2 separate regions of the Gasterosteus aculeatus genome follow, and region 2 is linked to region 1. Evidence: chromatin contacts called from public Hi-C data. All regions are on one chromosome and are shown on one strand. Each heading gives the region's core, a stretch centred on a gene start, on an enhancer-like site or on the middle of the called end of the contact. The rest is flanking DNA. Distances are from core to core; before and after follow the strand shown. Region 1 holds the start of foxd2 (forkhead box D2). Region 2 has its middle 53 kb from the start of trabd2b.

Region 1 (5,979 bases), core at 2,532-5,031:
AGGGCTTCAGGTGAGGTCATGGCATTTTGTTAAGAATCATTATGCATCAGCGATGTCATTGAAGGACATTTGGGGAAAGTGCTAAACTGCTTGGATTTGCAGTTTAGGGAAATGTTTCACCAACCGGAATTGGAGAAACTTGGATGTCGCAATTGAACCATATTAAACAAATTGAGAGGAAAGCACTATTTTAGCCTATTAAGTGCTGCAGAATAGATTGTTCTAAGTTGCATGGTCTGTTTTGGCTGCACAACTGGGAAAAGTATTTTTTTTTTACTATATTTTGGATATAGTGTATATTGGCATCTTAGCAGAACGTTTATCAATTTATTTAATTAGTCATTATCTTTATTTATTTGGTGCAGAATAGGTTTTATCACTGTTGTTATGTTTAAATCAGTGCCAAGTGACACAAATTAATTGATTAATTAATATATGTTAATAAAGTTTGCCAGTTCAACATAATATCAAAAAAAAAAATTTTATGTTTTGGGTGGGGGTCGGGTAGTGTTCCTACCAATGCTGAGACCAAACCTATACGCCCTTGACAGATACGTAGAGTTTTAATATTTTACAACAATATGAAGTTTGTCTCTGCTCAGGTTTGGAGGCTTATCAATAATACGGCTGTATTGATTTGTCTGTGTGTCACCTCCCGGTCTGATATTGACTCTGTTCTCCACTGAAACTATTGATACACCAAGAAGGATGTAGCTGCCTGGTGGGTCAATCTGATCGCACATGTATGAAGCAGTTGGAACTTGTTAGTTAAACTGCATCGTTTGGTTTACAGACAGTCTCTCATGAAGAGGGCATCATCCGAATAAAGGCCGACCGAACAAAAAGCCCAATTGTCTTTGATAATGTACAGTTTAGACTTTCATCCACTAGATGGCAGCAAAGGCAAGACGATTTCACTCATTTAAGAGAAATTGTTTTTGCTGTTTGTTGTTTTGGTTTCAATCAATACAGTAATTCTGTTCAGCAGTCAACAATGACACCACTTCTTAAGAAAAAAACACATGATCATTTTTAAATCTTTAGAAAGCTGATGAAACATTGTCTCTGCGTCATATTTGTGTTTAATATAATTTCCTCATTAATTAAACGACAATGACGAAGACATCTGTTAATAAACACAAACTGGACACAACAATGAAATAAGTGTGATCGGCTCGCATCCCCACTCGGACGTCACATTTAGTGTGTCACTAACATAGTGTCTAACAGCTAAAGAAGCTTTTCGTACTGTAACTCAAAGCATCAGGTGCCCCTGTGTGGCTTCTTGGCCTCACGCGTCATCACAGTGTTTCAGCATCTCTCTTCAATTGACACTTGTTGTCTTGAGGTTTATTGTTCAAAGGATATTTTTTTTATCATATGACAGATTTAGTTATTAGTAACTTCACAATTTGATATTTTTCCGCACAAACCTTTCTCAAATATGATGTCTGATTATAGATTAAAGAAGCCAGCGGTTGGTGGATTGGCAGCAATTTAATTGCTGGTTAGTCTATTTTGAAACTTGTTTTGGTCAATTTAAAAAGACTTAAGAAATGTTATGTTAAATTAAAGATGGTCATCAATTTTAACCTATTTTGGATAGTTTGTTTGCAGTATTGTAAAAAGTTTCCCAACTTGTGTGAGAACCTAATGCGACTATCCTTAAATATGACAATGCACAGGAATACACATAACTAACAATTTATACTTTATAATCAAATGTTCTTTTTTAAAAGAAAATGTTTCCATATTGAAATGAGGTATATTTATTATTTATATTACAAATGTTGCCTGAACTTATTTGACTGTTTTGTGAAACTTCTTATGCTGCTTATTCTGCTAAAATAGAAAAAAGAAATTAAATAACTGCTTTGCCTGCAAAATATCTATCATGCACCATTTTTTATAAAACTCAACACAGTATTTACTGTCATCAACAATCTGTTTTGTTTTCATGTTGTGTCTCTTTGTCAACAGCAGGGGGCGCTTCAACACCACTAAACGGAGACGATGAGGCCCCATTAAACCTTTGGAAGCTTCATGGACCTATAATATAGGACTGCGCGGGTTTTTTAGGTTGTTCAATTTAACAAATCTCAAAATAATACATTTTTTATAAAATGCAACAACAAAAATAAATATCTGCAGGTAAGCTGCAGAATCTTAATATTTTTAGAAAGTAAAAGGAGCTGTAAATAAAAAAAAGCCCTAAAATGTTATAGCTACACAAAGTACATGCATATTTTAGTCTATTTATTAGCACATATATTTATTAAATTAATCCAAATATATTGCCACTCACAACAAGCGGCACACAGAATGTAAGATAAACATGTAAATATGAAAATATGAAAAAAAAACATAAACCAACGCACTTAAGAGTTAGCCGGCTCCAAAGGGTTTGGATTTTGAATTGAAATCAAATTTAAATAATGATTTAAAAAAAACCATTATAAAATATGTCTGCTTGTGAGACTTGTGGAGAAAGTAACGCGTCATGTGGCTCGGCCGCAGTCAGACTTGTGACATGTCAGACAAAACCTGCTTCACCCCTTCACCTCCAGAAAAGACCAATAACGTAATAAGAAACTCACGAATCAGATCGTGTCGGAGGTTAGAATGAAACTCCAGCCTCGATGTGAAAATTAGAGGACCGTGGTGCTGGAGATGCACGCGCGTGACGTTAACAGTGTGTCTCTGCACACAATACACACACGTTACACGTCGTCATCACTGCTGAGCAGGACAAAGAGAAGCAGGTTGCATCGAACCACTGACTCCAATGTGCTGTCGTGAAATATGCAGAACATGCAGATAGTGTGTTGGGACGTTTTGAAAAGGGAAACACACAACCGGTGGGAAGTGGTCAAGGAATTAGGCGGCTGGCCAAAACCTTTGAGGAAGGATTTCAACACCCCCCCCCCCCCCCCCCCCCCAAAAAAAAAATCAGCCAATTTATCAGAAGGGACATAATAAAGAGCTCCGCCTGTTGATTTAACACCTTGAACCAAAACTGATGTAACGGGTCAAAATGTCTGAACAAAAACTAGACTTGTTAATTAGAAGACTAATTATAATAGGCCTGTTTAACGATATTTATTATGAGCTTTACATTACAATTAAGGGCAAACATTGTGTCTATTTTATTTTTAATTAAAATACAAATAATAATAATAATACTTAAAATAATAAATGCATGTTTTGATGAATACATGCATTATTGTTAGTATTTTTATTAATAGCTTTTAAAACTTTAAATCAAATGATATCTTTCTTTGAAGACCGCTCTGAGCTTTAAGTGCATTTCTGGGACGTTTTTAGAACATTCTTTTAACGTAATATATATATATATAAAACAAATATTACTTTGATTTGACTAAATATACATTTGCATTATTGGGTAAATACCGATATGTGCTTTATTATAAAGAGCCCAATCACATCACCAGAGATCAGATCTCTTATGCACTACAGAAAAACTAAAAGTCAATTTAATCGGGCAACCTTGTGTTCCATAATAAACCGCATTTCAATAATTAAATGAGAAATTGCATCTTTGTGTTATCGGTGAAACATTTTTCAAAACTATTTTCAATCATAAACGTGCTTTTTTCTTTATTAATATATATTTTAACTATTTATTAAGAAAACAATAAGTGAGATATCCAACAAGTAATTAACTATTTTAATTCTCCAAATAAGATCATATGCAGAGGGACAACTGATGTGTTTCCGTTATTTCTTTGTTAAGTTGTTTTTAATCAAAGAACATTCCAGTGATTCAAGAGAAGATCAAAATATTGCGTTTTGCAAGGCAATTCCGTCCAGTTCCTGGTAACAGTGACTCAAAGACCACGTGACCAGCGCGGTCCTATAAATGCCTTTTGAAAGCTGAAGAAGATAGTGTGACAGTCGGGCTGGATGCCTACCCAACCCCGTGCGTAAAAGACATTTTGGAAAGAATCGTGGAGATCCAGAAGTAGCTTTCCAAACGCGCTACACGGGACAAACTGATCGCAGACGGAAACAGCCTCGACTCCGGAAGTCACAATCCCAGATCGGCGCAAGATCGATGATCTTTGACTGTTTGCTTTTTACGCCTGTAAAAACCAGAAGTTGTCTGCTCGATGAGAAGCTCACACGGCCCCGCTTGAACCAGCCTCGGGACGACCAGGAGTCGCCAGATCCACAGGTCAAAGACTTATTTATCTTTTCAATAGATTTTAGCCATGTGTGCATTCAGTAGTTTGGGATAAAGCTGCCGCAAACGCCTGGTGTGGTTGTAAGGGGAGGGGGGGGGGGAGGAGGGGGGACTGGTGGGAAGGGAGGGGGGAGAGGGAGAGTAGCCTCGCCAGCCTAGAAGGAGGAGGAAATCTGGGAGAAAAGGGGAAGAGAAGCGGCGTCTCCGAGGATGACTTTGGGGACGGATATGTCCGACAGCTCTGCATTGTCCGAAGACGTGGACATCGATGTGGTTGGGGGTGATATATCCGTGGGGAAGGACGGAAAGTACATCCACCACGACTTCAACTTGGACAATGACTCGGACGATAATTACTCCCAGAACGCGGCCGAGAGGGGTTCTTCTCCCGGGCTCAGCAGCTCCGACTGCCCGTCCGACCAGATGGGTTCCAGCGCGGAGGTCGGCACCGCCATCGGGGAGAAATCTAGGAAAGGCGCCCTGGTGAAGCCCCCGTACTCTTACATCGCCCTGATCACCATGTCCATCCTGCAGAGCCCCAAGAAGCGCCTCACCCTCAGCGAGATCTGCGAGTTCATCAGCAGCAGATTCCCTTACTACCGGGAGAAATTCCCCGCGTGGCAGAACTCGATCCGACACAATCTCTCCCTGAACGACTGCTTCGTGAAAATCCCCCGAGAGCCCGGCAACCCCGGGAAGGGCAACTACTGGACCCTCGACCCGGATTCCGCAGACATGTTCGACAACGGCAGCTTCTTGCGCAGGAGGAAGCGCTTCAAGAGGCACCAAACTAACGAAATCCTGCGGGAGTCTGGCGGCTTTCTGCCCGGGTTTGGATACGGCCCGTACGGATACAACTATGGACTCCAGCTGCAGAACTTCCACGCAGCCCATAACCCGTATCACCCGCACCACACGGGTGGTGCATTCCCGTTCCCCAACGCCCCGTGCACCTTGCCCTCATCGGGCTCCATATTCCCTGCGCCGCATCACCTTCCGTCCCTTTTAGGGACCGATTTAAGAAAGCCGTTTTATCCCCAAATAAGCGCGTCCCTGCCGCCTCTCAAGACGGACTCGAGCACCCCGAGTCGGCCTTCGTTCTCCATTGACAATATCATCGGTGCGGCCAACTCCACCCCCGCCTCTCCCTACGGCGCGCAGCCGGGCAGCCAGGCTCAGATCCTGGCCATATTGACCCCAGCACTGGCCTCTGCTTCCAACCATTTGAACCTATCGCAGGACAGCGTATTACCGGCCGGGCCACAGGGACAGACTTTTTCCGGCAAAACCCCAAATATGAACACTTGTCCTTTCTAAGAAAAAAAGAAAAAAAATATTAAACGAAATTTCAAGAATGAAAATCTTTTATTATAAAGTTAGAAGTTAGTGTGGCTTCGCCCTGTGTGAAGGTAGGCTGTGCATTCTTGGTGAAAACGAAGAGTGTTGTGGTCCTTGTAACAGGAGAGGAAGGTTTATTTATGGTGTGTAAATATGTGTATAATATTGAGACAAATGCAAGAAAGGTCTTTCTAAACAGTGCTGACTTGGACTCCATCTGTCAATGGGGGGGGGGGGGAGGAGAAAAAACAAGATCCTGTTATAAGTTAAAAAGGTGTCACCCATGGCTACGGGGATGATTTCTGACTTTCTTTCTTTCTTCTTCTTCTTTTTTAGATAGTTGAGAATTTTATTATGATTTACGTTGTTTTTGTTTTGTGCGTCGTGAAAAAAAAATAGCACTGTTGTTGTTGACATAGAGCTGATAGAGACGGCAA
Region 2 (5,747 bases), core at 107-2,606, 65 kb after region 1:
ATAGTTTGAAACAGACATAATGTAGACTATAATATATAGATTATTACTTTATTTTATTTGTTTAAATATATATTAAAACTACAAAAACTATATGAAACATATAGTTAACATATATCAACCAGTTAGTGATGGTGATTATGCAATAATCAGGGTAATGCATGAACGGAAAGTCTTATTTCACAACGCATTGAGACCACAGTGGCGGCTGTTTAATCTGGACCGTATTTGGTTCCAGGTTTTAATTGTGTAAAGCGAAACCCCTTCAGAGGTCGATCACCTGATTCCTGTAATGAGCTCTGATGGCTGATTCATAACTGATAGCGAGAGTCAGTTTTGTTTTTGTGCGGCGTGGCTGCTTGTTTTAATTGGCGATCGGTCTAGAAAGTGTACAAGCACAAGTTATCAATCCACACACTTCTACTTCCAATTACACACACACACACACACACACACACACAAGACAACGCGGTCACACAAAGAACTCACTACACTCCAAATTCCTCATGCATTGTTTTGCGAGGTTACCATACCTCCGTGCCCTCTCTCCCCAGCTCGCGCACACGGCAGAGATAGTTTAATTAAAGAACAACATTATCTTAGGGCAGCTGCACTCCTTGCAGTAAGGAATGCCTTGTTTTCAGTGCTGCGTCAGGAGAGCAGGAGAGCGCGCCACCTCCACTAACCGCTGCCTGTCCTCCTCTGTCCTATATGGCCCCTTGCTCTGTCAATAGCTTTTAATGGTGCGATTGCAAAACATCTTGTCACATGCGGGAGTTACGATGAGGTTTTACAGCCCTGCAGCCATTCAAAAGATATATACATCGCAGTTACCCGAGACGTCTTAAGACGGAGACGGTGTGTGCAAAGCGTTGCATAATGCCGAGGGACATAATTTTTTTAATTGCGCACTTCAAGACGGTGCACGTGTGTCCCGATGTGTATTATAAAGTGGGCACTTAAAAACAAAGGCCTGCCGATATAGACGCAGATAAATGCTTCCTACATGCGTCTGAACAAACTACCGCCAAACGCTGGGAAACAAATGTCTCTGTAATCGAGAAATGATATCCAGACAAAATAAATATTTGGTGTTTTTTTTGTGCTTTGCATGTTGTCGGTGAACACCGGTGCATCGGTGCTGGTCTGCCGGCAGGGTGAAGCCTCGCCGGCCGTGCCGCTTAAACAAGATTTTCTCCTTTTTTGTTTCTTTTTTTTTTCTTCTTCATAATCGACACGATCGTAACCCCCTGCCGAACAAAGACATGAATATCCATTTCCAAGAAAAAGGGTGAGTGCCCTCTCCATGCCCCCTCCTCGGCCCTCGGTGTACTGTACCCGTTGCCCTGGTAACCCCAACGGGCAGAATGCAGATCAGGGGGACCAACGCAGCGGCCTCTTGTCTCCCCTCACAATTCACCCTGATGATGGCTAACACTTTTGTTCATGGAGAGGGCAGGTGGGAGTTTACAATACGCTTCAAATCATTGCTCACCCGAGATCTCCCCTTTACTCTCCCTCTCTAACCCCCGGCTCCCCCATCCATATCTTTCCACCTCTCGTCTTTCTTTTCTTCATTTTTTTCCCGATCTCCCCCCCTCCAATGTCCCCCCCCCTCCCTCGTTCGTCCTTCCAGTCGAGAATGACAGTGAATCCCACAAAGCTCACTCGCGGCAGACGTGGCGGTGGTTTGCGAGAGGTCAGTGTTATCTAAACAGACCCATTGGGCTATTTGCTATAGCACCCTCCATCAGGCAGGAAGCTCTGAGGAATCAGCCCATCACTTCAATCAGCCACCACGGCATACAATGAATTTATAATGGCCAGAGCAGGGCGAGGGACGAAATCAAAGAGAGACAGAGGGAGGAAGAGAGAGCGATGGACAAAGAGGGAGAAGGGGTTCGGGAGGACAAGAGAGCAAAAGATGGAGGAGCCGGAGTGGAGTCCGTGTCAATGACCACTATGCGCCGGAGTGAGTTGTTTGTTTGTAGTGTGAAACAAACAAGTGATTGTTGAAAGTGAGGAGATAGACTGTGACTGTTTGACAGTGAACTGTATGTGTGTGTGTGTGTGTGTGTGTGTGTGTGTGGTCACATCCATTCATGTGTGCCGTACATGTTTGCCTGTATACAACGTGCTTCGTTTATGTGTACAAATATACACACAGCGTATTTGCAGCCGGCCGGCGTGTTTATTGGCCCGTGTGCAGAGAGAGGAGGTAATCTTATCTCCGTTCATAGGGTAAGTACATGTGACGGTAGAGATACACAAACTCTTGATCAATATCTTGATAGATTGTCAGATAATGACTCATCGCGCGGGTGTGGACAATTGCTTCAATGTGTTTTCCTGGCTCAGGCCCGGAAAAGGGGCCCAAAAGGGGACCGCGGCCCGGTTCTCTGTCTTTGGACCGACCCGACCGACAGACAGACCGACCGACTGATGGCGCCCGGGCCCCTCGCGCCCCCCCCCCCCCCCCCGCCTGGCCATTGCCCTTTGACCACATTAACCGGCGCAGTCAAACTCATCTCTCCGGTCTCCTGTTATCACCTGGAATCAAACATTAAAAGAGGGAGGGAGCCGGAGTTACTCATAAAGTCTGAGATATATGGGCGCTGGTGGGGGGGAGAGATAAAGACGGTGAGAGGCGGAGTGGGGGAAGAAGATGATAAAAAATAAGAGGAACTGCCGTATAAAGGGCTGGCAGGAGGGGGAAGTAAGGGAGGCGGACGCAGGGGCCGAGGACGAGTGAGGGTCGATGTGGGGATTAAATAAGGGGAAGAAAGTAGACGGAATGGGGCAGAAAAAAGTGTGACCTCGTCCAAGGATCCGTCGCTTCCTGCCTCTCTCCGTTCTCGGCGGCCGAAGCGAGGGGGGCGCGGCTCTGCCGTGGGCAAACAGGCTGTTTTTTTTTTACGAGTGCCATTCCGCAATTACCCGTTACCTTGACTTTCGTGGCTTTTAAGAGCGCCGCGGCCTTGGAGTTACCTGGATACACCTGGAGGAGAGCGATAACGCACAAAAAGGAGACGAGGTGGTGTGAGAGACGCAGGGCGAGGCGGTGATCTCCCCCTATCTGAGTGGCTGAGGTCCGCCCCCCCTAAAACGCTTTTCCGGCGCCCACCCACACACACACACACACACCCTGTCTATCTTGTCTGTCTGTGTACACGCTGGTCTGTCTGACTGGGCGTGTAATGGTCAGCTAGGCCTCTATGTGTTCCTCAGCCACGCCGCCTCCTGCGTGCACAAACTCACTCGCACACACTTGAAGATTTCAGGCAGGTGCTCCGCTGATTGATAGTGATGGGAAGGAAAATATTTGATGTCCCCAGCTTGGCCGTTTAAAATTCTCACCCTGTGCTCTGACCTTAAAGAGTGTGCATGCATGCATATGTGTGTGTGTGTGTGTGTGTGCATTCTGTGCTCATGTGGACCGGCACATTGCAGCGCCGTGTGTTTGTTCACTTAGCCCCAGTTAGCTGGTCAGACCCCCGACAGGCCCATTGAGACACGCACACGGACACCGTCCCATTAGCAGGACTTATCAGAGCCCATTTGACCTCCACCTTCTCCCTGACCTCTAGAGGGTGGAGGTCTGCGTCCCTCAGGAGAGCGGGTCAGCGAGGCGAAAGTGTGTGTGTGTGTGTGTGTGTGTGTGTGTGTGTGACTGGATGGGGGACTGCTGTGGCGTCTGACTGAAAGCAAACACTGATGGTCAAACACACAGCCTCCTCCACCCCTTTGTATTCTGTCTGTCTGTCCACCTCCTCTGAGACAGGCAGTGCGCCGTGTCACTCCACCTCTTTCTGTGTCAAGTATACAGGGAGAATTTCAGCTTTTTTTCTTAATAAAATGTAGGTTAAGTGGACTTTGGATGCAGCTTCATATTCTTAGACTTTATTGCACCTAGCTGAGGTTAAAATCCATTTATGGCGTCTTCCAAGAATACACTTTTTCTTTTTGGCCGACAAAACATGGCAACTAAGTGTTTTAGAATATTCTAGATTCATTATTTATTCTTCACGGGTTGCAAGAGATTGAGTTATGACAAGAACAGAAAGATATAATTCATACTGACGGGTACGACTTTTCACATGCTTCCGTCGAGCCTCCTCAAATCGTCCCCCCTTCATCTACATCAAACTGCCCAAATTTACCATCCATGCAAATCTGCCCCTACGCTTCCAGTCATGCAACCATTTCCGTTTCCACCCCCCAAAAAAAGTGTTCCAGGGCATATCGAGTTGTGGCCCTTTCTCATGCGAGCTCTGATGTGTTTCTCCGGGTGACATCTGGGGCCGTCGGAGCTCGACTGGAAAACATCGCTCCGGTTTCCATTGTGTAAACTTTAAACGTAATAAGTTTAAGATCTCTTTCCTCCCACAATCAAGTTACGTTTTTCTCCACAAATGGGCCTACTGGGGCGTCGGATGGAGCCCGAGGTCTGGGCTTTGGAGTCACTTTTGCCGTCCAGGTTTGGTAAATTCCAAATAAACAAATAATAGATCCGCTGCTGTGAAAGAAACGGGCCTAAATTAAAGCGGCGGTGCGCGGCACGCAGAGCACCCTCCGGAGGTCCTTCTTTTTTTTTTTTTCCACACCGAGATCTCCAGCGAACCATTGAAAGGGAACAATGGGGTTCTTAATCAGCGGACCTTTCCCCCCTCGCCAGTTCCCGGGTCAACTGATGGCCCACGCTGCTTTGTCGCAAGTGAACGGCATAAAATATATGTTTACGAAAAGGAGAATTAATCACACTGGGTATCTTTGGATAAAGTCATATTTGTTGTTTTTTTTACACCCTTTCTCCGGCTCCGTGTACGAGGGCTTTCATGTGGCTGTAATTACCATATTTCATTAGCGCATGGAGTGTCACCGCTGGAGCATCAAAGCGGTTGGCTCTTCGCATGTGCGGCGACCACTGCCAGGGAAGTACACAACTATCTGTTTTTTTCCCAGAATAAATTCGCCCGCGCCTGTTTTTGAGTGCACTCTCTCCCTCAAGCTGCTGTCGATATCAAAGAGAACCCATTCCGCATGTGAAGTGCCCCTTGTGCAGAATAATAAAGCAGTGCATCATGGCAAAAAACTGTGAAACACAACACTCTCACCACCATGCCTCAATGCACACACACACACACACACACACACACGTACGCGTAAGCTCACCCGGTATTCCGCTCTCCTTTGTACCTACTTTGCTCTCCTTGGTACACACTCGCTCCTTCTACCTCTGCACTCAAAACAAACTATTTTCCCTCGCTGTATGTTGCAGCACAGAACCAGCGGTGAAACACATCTGCATTCACTATTCCCGATTTCTAATTACGAGTTTTGTTTTCCAACACAATGTGCACCCAATCTTTGGGAGGGGGGAACAGTAAGAAGTACCTTTATTATTAGAATCCCATTCGAGAATATCCTTAAAGGGTTAGAAGAAGTCGATGGGGCTCACTCCTTATCTACAAACTACTAAAAGCACATAAAAGAGCCGTACTGTCTCATTGGTTGACGTATTCCTCCATGACCCCGCTGCACTAAGGCAGTGTAAACGGGGACGCTTTGAGCGCGCTCAGTGGCGTCCTCCAGAGATTGCGAGTTGCTGCAGAACAAACGGCACAGGTCATGTTCGTTGTAACTAGAACACGTCACCAGGTGCAGCAGTAGGGCCGCTTGTTTTAGGCACCAGCATCCACGGAGGGCCACGGAGCACTGGGCTCTGTTAGTCTGCAGCCCTACAGGCATTT

What was found. Hi-C and Micro-C count contacts between places; a contact is called where the count stands out from the background.
Region 2: a Hi-C map of skeletal muscle shows a contact between it and region 1, with 7 times the contacts expected there. The contact joins the enhancer-like site here to the promoter of foxd2 in region 1. A contact is called at or near these places in 5 of 6 Hi-C or Micro-C datasets (liver, skeletal muscle, tail fin and 1 more).

Annotation. Positions count from the first base shown.
Region 1 is chr8:17,981,017-17,986,995 of fGasAcu3.hap1.1, forward strand. foxd2 (forkhead box D2) reads left to right here and starts at 3,782. Exons shown (of 1, transcript XM_040185049.2): 1 at 3,782-5,979. The coding sequence starts at 4,415. The coding sequence ends at 5,521.
Region 2 is chr8:18,048,810-18,054,556 of fGasAcu3.hap1.1, forward strand. No RefSeq gene overlaps it. Among protein-coding and RNA genes, the nearest start is that of trabd2b, 53 kb to the right of the region's middle. Within about 2 kb of position 1,357, at least 2 of the 9 cell types and tissues checked have open chromatin away from gene starts, as enhancers often do.